Linked DNA regions of Mus musculus: all the other regions are linked to region 2. The links are chromatin contacts, called in public Hi-C maps. All regions are on one chromosome and are shown on one strand. Each heading gives the region's core, a stretch centred on a gene start, on an enhancer-like site or on the middle of the called end of the contact. The rest is flanking DNA. Distances are from core to core; before and after follow the strand shown. Region 1 overlaps 4930467D21Rik (RIKEN cDNA 4930467D21 gene). Region 2 has its middle 42 kb from the start of Gm34029. Region 3 overlaps 4930467D21Rik (RIKEN cDNA 4930467D21 gene). Region 4 has its middle 27 kb from the start of Naa11.

Region 1 (3,121 bases), core at 556-3,055, 180 kb before region 2:
GAGAACAGATGCGGGATCTCTTCAAAATAAGCCAGTAACTTACCCTGCAAAATAATAGAATCAAGAAAAAATGACTCAAAAGCTATCTAAAATGCCTTCTGTCCCACCTCAGGAATGGTGCCGCAGGACTTCAGTCCCAGCACTCAGGAGGCAGAGGCATGGCACCTAAGGCTGCATTTTGAGGCCCTGTTTTTTGTTTTTGTTTTGTTTTGTTTTTAAAAGCCTCTGTCTAAGAGAAAGTCAGCTATAGCAGAAGAACATGTCATGTAACCACAAAAATACGCCCGCTCGGTGTTAATTATATTTTCTTGCATAAATGTATTCGTATGTATGATTTACACATGCACACATACTCATGGTGTTTCTAGATGTAAGAGATTATACAGGTTTAAGTAGTAAACTTGGGGGGTTAGAAATATTAAATAGCATTTGGACTTTTGAGGATTTAGGGACTTCTCCATCTTTGAATTTCTTTATGTGAAAATAGATGAGTGCTTTGAGGTAGAAACTGGACTTGTATACCTTCAGCTACATTTTCTTAGCCTGGCCTTTTTACCTTGAAACATAAGTGAGAGATGTATGCATATAGGTTTCAGTAATCTGGGTAGAAGGAAAGTTTCCCTATGTTGCATTTTATATTCCATATTTTAAGCAATACACAATAAGTGTTTGTGTTGCTCTTACAGTATTTGAAACATTCATTTTTATTAATGTTTAATATTAAAAGAAAATACTAGTCTTGATGAGAAATAAAGATAAGTTGTTGAGGTCAAAATGCCTGTTGTACTCTTCTAAATATATCACATTTGTTACATACCATGACCATGAGGCAGTAGACAGGTTAGTCAGGATTGCTATTATAGAATCACTTGTAGGAGACATATTTCTATGCATTATCACAAATAATTGATTTTGTTAAGAATAATGAATGTGTGTGTGTGTGTGTGTGTGTTTCCAGAGACAGTGTCTCCCTGCTCTAGCTGACATGGAATATATCTGGTCAGGAACTTGCTTTATAGACCAGGCTGGTCTTGAACTCTGAGATTTCTTCATGCTCTATGTATGTGTAGATAGATAGATAGATAGATAGATAGATAGATAGATAGATAGATAGACATCTGGTCAGGAACTTGCTTTATAGACCAGGCTGGCCTTGAACTCTGAGATTTCTTCATGCTCTATGTATGTGTAGATAGATAGATAGATAGATAGATAGATAGATAGATAGATAGGTAGGTAGGTAGATAGGTAGATAGGTAGATAGGTAGATAGGTAGATAGATAGATAGATAGATAGATAGATAGATAGATAGATGCACACACACACACATTAATCCCCCGGTATATATGGCACTCAGTTTTTTGAGAAACTATATGAAAACAGGGATACATCTTAGTATGTACTCCTCCCATGAAATCCTACATGGATCCCTAGACCCATACTTGCTGCACTGTATTTTCTCAGCTCCAGTGGAGCAGAGCAAGTATCTAGCAAGCTCAGTGTCGCTGTGGGATCGGCCCCACGTGACTATGTGTGGGATCAGCATGATCGGCTGTCACTGGTTTCACTGACATCTGTCCCCACAGTGAGACAAGCTGCAACATGAATTATTGAAGACATACACATGCAGATCTGTGTCACGACTATGCCAAATAATACATTTTGCCACACTCTTGAGAGCTGAAAAGAGGCATGGTTGACATCATCCTTAACCCCTCTGACAATCTGCTACCACAGTACCGATTAAAATGAAACTCATGGCTATGGCACTCTGTGACAGGCTGCATCTCAGATACACATGAAAACACCCCACCCCTTAGAGAGCTTTTATCTTCCCCATTTTAGCAGCTATTTGCCACGTGCTTTGAATATGCTCACTTTAAAAAGTCTTTCTTGCACTAGATCATTAATATCCCATATTTAAATGATAAAAACAAATAATCGCATTTGTACAGTGACTTGAGTTTTGCAGTACAGTGTACATTATGTTATCTAGGAAGTCTCTGTAATTAGAGTATCTTGGAGCAGCTCATAAAATTACAAATATTTAGGTCAATAATATCTTTTTAAGTTGTGGCAGAGCTTAGACAATGTGCTTAATAGTCTTACTAGTTAGGAAGTATTTACTATTTAAGGATCTGTCTTTTGAATACTTTGTGCTGTATATATGAGCTGCCATAGAATAATGGCCCCCAATTCACTCCACTATGCATATAGGACCCAGTTATTTCTGGTGCAGGTATTCTTACATGTGTGTAAGAATATATCTGTATTAACACTTAGATGGCATATATTTAAACTCATATAGCAAATTACTTTTCTACTACTAATGGTGCCACGTTATAAATTTCCCAGATATAAGCTGTCTGGCCTTAAGGAAGCTGCTCACCCTCTCCCTGTCTCAGTTTTACCATTATGAGAGCATAACACGCTTGCCTATTAAGTGGCACTGCCTCATAGACAGAATGAAGCACTATTAGTTTGACAAATTCAGAGCTGGAGTGCCTGCTCCCTGTATCAGGCATTAACAGCAGCCAATAGCTGTTATAATGCCTTGTTTGCCTGTTACAGTGGCAAGGTCTCCTTGAAAAAAAACAAAGCAAGAAGATTTTTCTAGCACTGTTTCTCCCTTGCTATCCCCACCCCCACCCCCCACTTTTTCTTTTTAATTCTCACTTGGGGTCAGTCACATGGTGGCTGTGACTTTTAGAAATACATTTATGGTAAGGTGCTGGGAAGGAAGTTGAGCGACCCTTTCCTATGTACTCTCAAGATTCAGCACTTGTTGAGAATGGGCCAACTAGCTGCTTCAGTCCTGTGAGTTGTCTTTAAGATTTTGTTGTTGATAGTAAATGCCCGGGAGGTCAGAACCCTGCCCAGAGCAGTGGGAGTGTCTGTTTGGTGCCCTAGAGGATCTTCTTCAGAATGCATTCATTGCACAGCACAGGCAGGTCTCCTTGGACCCACCTTGCACCACCTTGTGGGGACAGGAAAGCGCAGAAGCTCATGCTCTGGCTCTTAGAGACTTTGTCTCTGACCAAGGAGTCTTAAGTCTACACAATCTACTGTGGTCTACCATGTAAGATTGCCAGTCCTGTGACATCTCAGACACTTCCTCTCT
Region 2 (3,551 bases), core at 981-3,480:
TCAGCTTCACTTGAGTTCTCAAACCTGCTTCTGTCAGTCATTAGTTCTGCCACTCTGGGTGTTGAACTTAGCCTGCTTCTTCTTCATACATCATAGTACAAGTGTACCTGTGCAAAACATGCCCTTACCCACGTCATTACTGCCCCCCACCTGTGTTTTTGTGGGGTTCCATGACCTATATTCATACATACATATACATATGCATATGTATATGTATATACATTCTAACCCAATGAATTCTAACTGCTTATTGTGGGTCCAGTTTCTGAAAAGCCTCTCCATACCACTCATTCTGGAGTCATGTTTTCTCCATGGACCTTAGTAATGGTGCCCAAAGTGGGGTTGTTCTCTTTTTTAAGTTCAGAATGATGGGCATATAATAAAAAGAACTAAATCAGTCGACTATAAAAGATATGATTTCTTCTCTAGTGTTCATCGACTTCAGAAAGCCAAGTTAGTCTTTCCTAATTTCCCAGTGATTTCAATGCACCATGTAATGGTGGCCACCTGGTTAACATGGCAACTCTCTTTGCATTTGGACAACCAGGACTCAGCTGTGTAGACCATGTGTTATCACTCAGGGCTTCCCATAAATTTTATTCCCAATCTCCAGCTAAAGGATCACTGAATTACTGTGTGTGTGGATAGGACTGGCACACACACATTAATGACTGTGATGACATTTAGAAATGGGTCATTTTCCCCCTTTCTCAATAAAGATAGTCTTTGTGGGATTTAAATCATCAATGCTGGCTCTACCTCCCACCCAGTGTTATGTCACCATAAAAATATTGAAGTGTAACAAATGATTTGCTTATCTGTCATTACTAATGAAATAGTTGGAAGCAGCTTAGAAACCATTTTCTGCTTTTATTTAGCTGAGGAAAAATTGGGTTCTATGGCTTCCTTTTTATGCAAATGAGCATGTCTACTCTTTTTGTCGACATTATTATGGAGGGATATCATTGATCATGTCCTCGGGGTAATAAATAATTACTCTACTAACGTATTGCTCTGAAAGAAACTGACATGAAGTAGTTTCAAATTAACCACTGCTAATTGCATGCATTGTTTCCTACTTATTACTGCAATCTGATTAACATGCTACTGAGTAGAATTGGCAGCCAAGGTTCTTCCATGCTCTCTTAACTTCTTTTAGTTTTAAAACGTGGCTAGATGTGGAGTTTATACTGACTTAGAAGGTTAGAGCATCAGTGCAGAGGGAAACAGACCCACGGCGGTGAAATGAATGGGACCACTCCTATCGTTTATTTAATGTTTATGAGATTATGTTTAAAATAGGTGTCTGATTTAGACTTCAAATAGAAGAAGTATGCTTTATTATATTTATAATACTGTGTACATTAAAAATTCATTAGGGCCTTTTGTCACCAGTTTCCTTCAGTAACTCTCCTATATGAAAGAAGGGAGCCCCAACTCAGTGTAACACGCAGTTTGCTTATAAGACGAGGATGAGTTAATTTTGTCTTTCTATCCCTGAAGTTGCCACAAATATCCAAATTCCTGTAAGTTGGGACTCTGAAAAATGTTATATTTTGCTATTATGATAACAAATAATAGCATAATAAATATTATGATAATTATATTAATTATATCTAATTAGCACTATTAGTTAGCATCTCAAAATACTGGGATGATACAAAAGGAAAATGACATTGTTATGCCTATAACTGTAACCCCAGTGATGCTCTCATCACAGCCACTAAATTACTGTCCTTAGATTGCTTTATGAACGTTTGGTCTATGTAAGTACTTACACACATAATTGTATAAACAACACTGGCCATGCACCACATACATATATTGTTCTATGCACCTTACAGTGACCAGCTCATTCACTCTTAAACGTATCTGTACTAGAGGCCCAAATAGTAAGCAGTTGAGGAAACTGAGGTACAAAGAGTTAAGGAACATTTTCTCAGTGGTGGGATAGACAAGGTAGAGCAGTGCTCTCGGCCTTCCTAATGCTGTGACCCTTTCATACAGTTTCTCTTGCTATGGTGACCCCCAACCACACAGTTTTTTCCATTGCTAACTTATAACTGTCATTTCTCTACTGTTACAAATCCTAATGCAAATATCTGTGTTTTCCCATGATTTTACGTGACCCCTGTGAAAGGGTCATCTGACTGAAAAGGAGTTGTGACTCACAGGTTGAGAGTCACTGCCATAGAGTCTGTCTCCTCTAAAAGTCATGAGTTTTACCCAAGTACCATGCTGGGACAGCATATGTCCCTGGAATACATACACTCATTGTCTGTAGCAAGGTAAAATGTATTCATTGATGGGTGATTCTTAGGTCATCTTTAGCCCCTGTAAGTTGGTGTAAGATCGGTTTTTATAGCTGATAATACTCCACACTGATCTATTTATGAATAACCTGCTTTTTTCTATGCATCCGAGTCCTTGCCCTTTATCATGCAGGCTAAAATTTTCTCAACACCCACATCCCTGTAAGTCCCACAATCATATATAACTCTATCCTTCTCTTGACTTAGACTATACATGTCTTTTCAGAGCTGAGGCTAATGACTTCATGTTCGTATCTTGAAATCACCAAAGCAGAATTGTTTAGGGCATGAGAAACACAAACACCCATACCCCACCTCGTCTTCTATTCTACAGTACTCTCTATGATTCACTATTATCCTGTCCATGAATGAGCAGTTCCCCTGGACAGAGGGTTTCTTATACAGTTTTCTATATTATGGAGTCCCTGTTGCATTACAATGCCAATATTCATGGGTCTGAACCTTTCCTGGACCCAAAAGAGTAACCCACAGTGGTAGAATTTCAGCATCTGGGCAGCCTTGTAGCATATGGCCCACGAGCTTTCTCTTTCAATTCTGCATCCATGGCAGATATCACTAATCTGCCCTGACATGATGGAATTTGGCTTGAGCCCCAGAATCCTCATCAACAAAACAGTCTCTGATCTGGACAGCCCCTGCTGGTCTTGATATCGGAGGAGTTCAAATTATTTACTATACCTAGACTCAGAAATTCTTTTTCCTCCTTATGATAGATAGTCATAGGCTTCAAAATGAGGACCATATAGGGAAAATGACAAAAAATTAAATATCTGAGCTTAAGGTCTAGTTGTCATTCTACCTGATTTAACATAGTCACTATGCTATTTATATGTACATACATGTGTGTTCCTGAATGTATGTTTGTTCAGTTAGTTAATGAAATAAATATATTTGAAATCATTCAAATGTCAATATTCTTTAACTGATAATCGAGAGAAAGGAGCTTAGTTTTGACAAAAAAATGTTTAAAATTTTACAATTAGGATGTTATCTAGAGATAGAACAGTCTAGAAAATAAAATGCTGTGCACTCTTTTGCCCTTTACACTATTATGACTCTGATGTTTCAGGACGATTCCTCTAACTTTTGTTTAGCTTTGGTGCTGAAGGTTGAATGTGGACCCTTGGCCCGCTAAGCACTTTATCACTGGGCTGAAAGTACAGCCTCTAGAGAAGGTACAGGTTTGTTGGGCAGTTGAAAAAAGAGTATTGGAGATAT
Region 3 (3,117 bases), core at 445-2,944, 130 kb before region 2:
GAAGTCGATGAAATCCACTAAACCAGTTTAAAGATGAGCAGCATATACGGTTGGCTTCTTCCTGAAGACATCATAGGACTGGGTAGTGGCCAAGCATAGGAGTTAAACATCCATGTATATCTATGGTCATATAAAGATTGGCACCTGCCCCTTCCTGAGAACTTCCACCTCTTAAATAAAGACAATTTAAATTTTGATTTCTGGAAGAACTATTAGTGAGCAGTGTTTTAATCTAAGATATTAAGGCAGGCTGAATAATGATCAGGAAGAGAGTCGGTAGATGAAAAGATGGGAGGAAGTTATTATAATAAGAAATGTTTCTACATGATGATTACAGTAGTGTGGTGATGAAGGTATTTCAATTTTTTGTGTGTTTTCTAATGTGCATAATAAAATGTTGGTGTGTGTGCTGCCATTCTGTCCCTATAACAAAATATCTGACCTAGTAATATTTAAACAGAAATTATTTAATTTGCCTAGGCTTTAGAGAGTCTAATCTGATTGGGCAAATCCATTGCTGTGGCTCTTATAGGATTCTGGATAACAATTTCGGGAGTGTATGACAGAGTAAACTGTCTCCCTTGGCCAAATAATGTAACCACCCCCCCTCCATTATTATATCACCAATGCCCTAAATACCTCCCACCAGGCTCTACCTCCTAAAAATCTACCTCTTCCTGTGGTACTGTGCTGTAAGCTCCATTTTATCCCATGAACCTTCAAAGGACAATTAACCTTAATACTATAGCAGCTGGGAAGCTAGAGTGCAAGGAAGAAGCTGATTCCCCGCCCTACTCCCCACCCCAGCAAAACATAATTAATGCAAATCCATTCCATGAAGCTTCCTGTGCTTGGACAATGGAGGGACACAAAGTCACTGAAAGATTCAGTGTAGAATAACTGAGTTAAAATTTTTCATTCCAATAAAAGTATCCAATCTAAATTGTTTTAATTAAGATACTTGCCCTTTTATTGTCGGCATTTTCTTTTGCTTTCTATAAATTCTGTAAATCTCAGAGGGCATGGGGGACAGCTGCCTTTTTTAACTGCTTGGCTCTTCACCACCATTTCAGATACCCAAGTGTACCAGTCCTTGATTTTATCACAAAAGTAAGACAATGTGACAGGTTAGAATTTACTAAAAGTTGGGACTCCTCTTAGTCTTGATATAAGTGTGTGGCTGGATGATAAGGGCTTTTGTTCATATTGTTTGTAGATCTGACTATTTCAGGCTGTGTCTTAACTGATACATCGTCACAGTTGGCAATCTTCAAAACACGGATGCATTTTTCTACATGCTGTTCCCAAATGTGCTGGACCAGCTGTTGAGAGCCATGCCATCCAATTGCCTGCAAGACCTCTTCTTGGACCACAAATCACCTCACACCCGCTCTCTCTTTGTTCTAATGAAGAATGGAAATTTTAAAACAAGCTACTGTGGTTTATTACTCCTGTTCTCTCTGCTAAGTGTGGGCCATGGGAGTCACTGAAATTCACATTTGGAAGACCCAACTTTCTAGATAAACATTCACGACCGGCCAGCCAATGAGCATAATATTCTGAGATCTAAAAGGAATTTTCTAAATAGCTGAATCTTGGAATTTTTTGAGTGTATCTGCTTGTGTGCACGCTCATGTTCTATGTCATCTTCCCAGTGAAAATTGCCCTGACACTGATCTCAATGTTAATGTATTCCTGTTTACATTTGACTTTGGAATATGTTACAGCTAATTATTACACAGGATGAAAGATCAGAGGCCTGAGTGAGGTGCTTGGGTTTATGAACAAAGGGAGCCCAATTCAGCATCTTGGCTGTGGGCCCAACGATTGTAATCACACATCTTGAAACTGGTAGGATCTTTGCATTTTATTTGTGCGGTTGTTTGTTTGTGTGCTTGTTTGTTTATTTGTTTTCACCCCTCGTTTTTTTTTAAAGGGGGTTGGGAAAGGGGTTAGGGGTTTGAAGGGGCTGAAATTTCCCCTTGAACATGATGTCAATATGTTGGCATGTCTCCTTTTATTAAGATGCCATCCAACTGATAACAAGTCCTGCTGTGTTTTACCAACATAAAAAATTAGACTGGAGACCGAAGAGCGGCAGGTGGCTTTTGGCACCAAGAAATAATCACACTTGATGTGGAAAGTAAAGTAAAAGGAGCCATCTGTTCACCACAGGAGGACGTGAAAAATCACATTAACATATTGTCACTAACATCATGAAATACACAGTTAATAATAAATTTAGTTATCAAGGCAAGTCGTATTTGATACTTGCTCTGAAAATGCAGAGTGTGGAAGATGCTCATTCTCGCCCACCCCGTGTTATTTATTTATTTATTTATTTAGGAACAAAAAAATCCAAGTTTGAAATGCTTCGGGGGGGGGAGAGAGAGAGAGAGAGAGAGAGAGAGAGAGAGAGAGAGAGAGAGAGAGAGAGAGAGAGAGAGAGAAAGAGGAAAAGCGTTCCGTTTTAAAGTCAAGCTGTGTGGTGCATTGTTGTTGACTGAGTAAAGTAGCCCCCCATGTGGATGGAATCAGTGCCATGTTACTCTAATAACTTCATACCTGGATGGGAACCCGGAGATTGGGTGGTATTTCTTACCGAAGAGATGGCGTGTCCCCCCTGAGAGATGCCCAGCTGGCAGAGAGCTGCCGGGAAGAGGCAGTGTCTGCTGTCTTTCTTTGATGGGCATTACCTTTAGTTGCAGTGTTCCTACAGAGGATTTTTCTGATGACTCTGGTGCTAGAAACCTGTGGGTAACCCCTGGGAGTTTGCATCTATGAAGGCAACGTGACAGGGAGGGTCCTTTTCACTTTATCCTGTGCATTCGATGCTCATGTACACCGATTAAATAAGGAAGCCGCAGATTTGGGGTGTCAAGATGAACCTGAAAGAAAACCCCACAACATTAACTGTGTTTAAACTCCTATGACAGTGGTTCTCAAACTTCCTAATGCTGTGACCCTTTAATGTTGTGGTGACCCCCATCATAAGATTATTCTGTTGCTACTTCATAACTGTAATTTTGCTATTGTTATCATTTGCAATGTAAATATCTGATATTCAAGATATCTGATATGCTACCACTATGAAAAGGGTCCATTGACTCCCAAAAG
Region 4 (3,311 bases), core at 457-2,956, 230 kb before region 2:
GTATCAACAAACTATCTTTTTATGGAAACTATGAACAAAATGTATTGCTGGATATACTTTCATTTTATTCTTGGGTATATGACCTGATACTCTGTACCAAAATGGTATTAATAAAATGCTAATGTAACATTTAAATCTCAAGAGAATTCACCGCGTATTATTTCAAAATTACTAGCCAATACTTATACTTTGCAAACAAAATAATTTGAATTTTTAAAAGACACAAACAGAAATACCAACATGAAAATGTCTATATACCTCATCTGCTGGTGTAAAGATGTTAGCATTTTGACATCTATATTTTCCTTTATGAAAATTTAAAAATGTAATACAATTTGTGTGGATTCCTTTTAATTTCACTATTTTTATGCCCTTCTTTTGTGTGTGTTGCACTAGAAACTGAATGCAAGGCATGCGGTATTCTTTGGCGATATTTTTAAGGTCTATGTAATGTTCCTCTTGATATTTCCCCGGGCATCCAAGTACTCTCACGTGGGATTGTCTTCCTTTGTTATCCGGCAGAAATGAGCCTAACCAGAGTGATTTTGGCCGTGCCCTTTGGGTGCATCTGGAGGGATGGAATTCAGATGGCTTTGATGGCTGTTCCAGAGGCATTCTCCACAAAGGTCATCCAGTTTATCCCTCGCACAGTGTCTGTTTTGCATTCCCTCTCAGTTGTGATGGTGAAGCTCGCTCTACCTCTGTTTATACGGGCATTAACCAAAGACAATTGAGAGAAGAATCTCTTGAAATGGTTTCAAAGGCAAAATAATTCTAGAGGTCAAGTTCAAAACTAAAATAAGCACGATTAATTAATGCCATGTTTTATGCCAAGTTAAAAACTAGTTGCTATTTACTGAGCATTGGTCATATGCTGATGGATAAGTTTGCAATGGTTTTGTGTGCTTGATGTCATTTAAAAAAATCCATACAATTATTCAACACGATACATTCAAATGCTCATTTCTTTTTTCTTTTTTAAAGATGAGAAACCTGTAGTTTAGACCGCTTAACAAAAATGCTCAGTGCTGTGCAAATAGTTGGTCGGGAGATGACATAGAATCCTGCAGTCTCATTCAAGCGATCACACTTCAGGGGTCGGAAGCTTGTGGTTCTGCAAACCTTGCACCCCGTGAGCAAGCACCAGGCTTGCAACCGCAGCCATTTATCCCGCGGTGCAGTGACTGGGTATTGTGATTGATAGCATCTTCCAGGATAAGCTATAGGGTTTTGCCACCTGGTCCTGGAGTAGTAAACAGTTGGTGTCTGGATCCTCAAACACTAGGAGTCAGAAGGGTTGTTGCTGGGTAGGCTGAGGAGACACCTACACCTTAGTGCTCAAGGCTCTTTGGGGGTAAACAGACCACAGACCACGTGCTGTCTTTCCTCCAAGAGGCCTTTCTCGGTTCCTTATTTTTTTGGGGGGGGTGTCATGATAATGGAAGCAGAGGAAAAAGGCTTCTGTCCCAGCTCATTCCTCTGGTGACACAGTTGTTGAGAGATCGGGGATGGGGAGAGGGAAATAAGATCTACTGTAGATAAATTTCAGATGCATATGTACAATACCGGGAGCATCAGGCAAACGATGAGCGCATGCTGTATTGAAACCTTGAGATGTGAAGTACAAACAACGTCCCTGAAGGACACAAAGAGTCCCAAGGAAGTGCTCAAATGCACGCTGAGCTTCTGCCCTGTTCATTTGAATCTCCTTCCTTCCCCATCACCTCCTTCTGCCCTCTGCTCATCAGCAGGCTAAAGAGAGGATACAGCTCACACTTGAGCTTGGGGCTTTTTGGCACAACACTTGATTGTCTCGGTTTCCTCTTGGCAGATTCAAATTGTTAGAGAAATGAAACTCGTTTGAAAACAGTAGGCCCTGGCATGTTTTCTCCTCGGCGGTGCCCAGGACTTCAGGAACAGTTGCGGATTGGCTACGTGGCATTTGTCTAGGGTGGGTTTGATCCTAGTCTCAGATCCCATATGGTCAGAAATAATCAGCTTTAAAGTTCTGCGCACTTGGAAATGGGAGGGTGGAGGTCAGAAGCAAACGGCTACAAATGGAGTCCACAGATTTTTAGAATGGAATTGAGATTTACAGAAGATGCGTGATTGAGAACAAGCATTCTCGTGTTTGCACGGCAATTGCATGAAAATGAAAAATGTCTACAGGACAATTTTATTATAAATGGAAAAGAAAGTAAAATGACAGCATTTCTAGTAGAATTAGTGCCAGTTCTATCATGGCATCCTCGTTTTGGGTTTGCTTTACAAGAGCATACATAGCACCCTAGAAAGAGCTTAGCAGATAAATAATATAATATACTTGGTGGTTCTGATGGAACAGGTTCTAATGGACATGTTTACAGTCATTTCAATTTGATTTTATCTGGGGTTATTTGAATTTTTATTTTATTTCTAATATATTTTAATAAAAATATAATTACATCATTTCCCTCCTTAGCTTTCCTCTTCCCCCTCCAATGTCTTTACCTCACTCCCTCTCCAAGTGATAACTTCTTTTTCTTTATTGTTTTACACACACACACACACACACACACACACACACACACACACACACTCACTCACTCACTCCTACAACCCAGTGAGTCTGATTTTGTTGTTTATGTGCACATAATTTGGGAGCTGACTTTTTTATTCTGGATAGCCAATTCGGAGCTCATCCCCGTGAGAGATGAATTCCCCCTCCCAGCAATCATTACTTGCCTGTACTTAGCTGTCTAGGGTGTGAACCTTGTGAGATCTTCATCTTTCTGCGTTAGTGTGGCTGCAGATATTGTCGTGGTTTAGATCTCACTTAGGTAACCTGTTCCGGGAGGCAGTCTCCCAGCATATTTCCTGCTTCCTTGGTCTTAGAATCTGTCTGTTCCTTCTTTCCCCTTGTTCTTTGAGCTTTAGGTACAGGAGATGTATTTTAGATGTATCCATTGGGGCTGGATATGCCAAGATCATTTTTCTCTCTACATTGTGCTCAGCTGAGTTTCTTTTGTAATGGTCTCCGTTTGCTACTTCTCTTTGATGAGAAGTCAGAGTTAAACTTATCTGTAGATATATGTTATAAATTCCCTGCTCCACCAGCCTGCCTTTCAGTAACTCAGGTGCAGTGCATATTTTCCTATGGGACATGAACCTCCTTTAAAAGGTCTTCTATGTCTCCCCATGTCTCTGTCTGTCTTTATCTGTGTGTCTCTATTTCTCTCTCATGCCCCTACTCCAAGAGGGCCGTTCGCTCTCCCCAATCCCCCAGTAAACCTCTGGGGTTAGATCTGTTGCGTGGGGGTGAACTCTTACTG

The links. Hi-C and Micro-C count contacts between places; a contact is called where the count stands out from the background.
Region 1: a contact with region 2 is called in a Hi-C map of cerebellum, with 2.9 times the contacts expected there. The contact joins two enhancer-like sites. A contact is called at or near these places in 2 of 484 Hi-C or Micro-C datasets (cerebellar granule neurons and cerebellum).
Region 3: a contact with region 2 is called in a Hi-C map of cerebellum, with 3 times the contacts expected there. The contact joins two enhancer-like sites. A contact is called at or near these places in 2 of 39 promoter capture datasets (liver and trophoblast stem cells), 3 of 484 Hi-C or Micro-C datasets (cerebellar granule neurons and cerebellum) and 2 of 9 other capture datasets (adipose tissue and liver).
Region 4: a Hi-C map of cerebellum shows a contact between it and region 2, with 3 times the contacts expected there. The contact joins two enhancer-like sites. A contact is called at or near these places in 1 of 15 datasets of contacts at CTCF or cohesin (pro-B cells), 6 of 484 Hi-C or Micro-C datasets (cardiomyocytes, cerebellar granule neurons, cerebellum and 2 more) and 1 of 115 datasets of contacts at active chromatin or transcription factors (large pre-B cells).

Annotation. Positions count from the first base shown.
Region 1 is chr5:97,414,411-97,417,531 of GRCm38.p6, forward strand. The region is part of intron 2 of 4930467D21Rik (RIKEN cDNA 4930467D21 gene); the gene reads left to right. Among named protein-coding and RNA genes, the nearest start is that of 4930467D21Rik, 24 kb to the left of the region's middle. Within about 2 kb of position 1,806, at least 27 of the 459 cell types and tissues checked have an H3K27ac peak or open chromatin away from gene starts, as enhancers often do. A contact at or near this core is called in cerebellum, where this site is marked.
Region 2 is chr5:97,593,206-97,596,756 of GRCm38.p6, forward strand. No RefSeq gene overlaps it. Among named protein-coding and RNA genes, the nearest start is that of Gm34029, 42 kb to the right of the region's middle. Within about 2 kb of position 2,231, at least 1 of the 459 cell types and tissues checked has an H3K27ac peak or open chromatin away from gene starts, as enhancers often do. A contact at or near this core is called in cerebellum, where this site is marked.
Region 3 is chr5:97,464,832-97,467,948 of GRCm38.p6, forward strand. The region is part of intron 3 of 4930467D21Rik (RIKEN cDNA 4930467D21 gene); the gene reads left to right. Among named protein-coding and RNA genes, the nearest start is that of Gk2, 9.4 kb to the left of the region's middle. Within about 2 kb of position 1,695, at least 4 of the 459 cell types and tissues checked have an H3K27ac peak or open chromatin away from gene starts, as enhancers often do. A contact at or near this core is called in cerebellum, where this site is marked.
Region 4 is chr5:97,363,180-97,366,490 of GRCm38.p6, forward strand. No RefSeq gene overlaps it. Among named protein-coding and RNA genes, the nearest start is that of Naa11, 27 kb to the right of the region's middle. Within about 2 kb of position 1,707, at least 17 of the 459 cell types and tissues checked have an H3K27ac peak or open chromatin away from gene starts, as enhancers often do. A contact at or near this core is called in cerebellum, where this site is marked.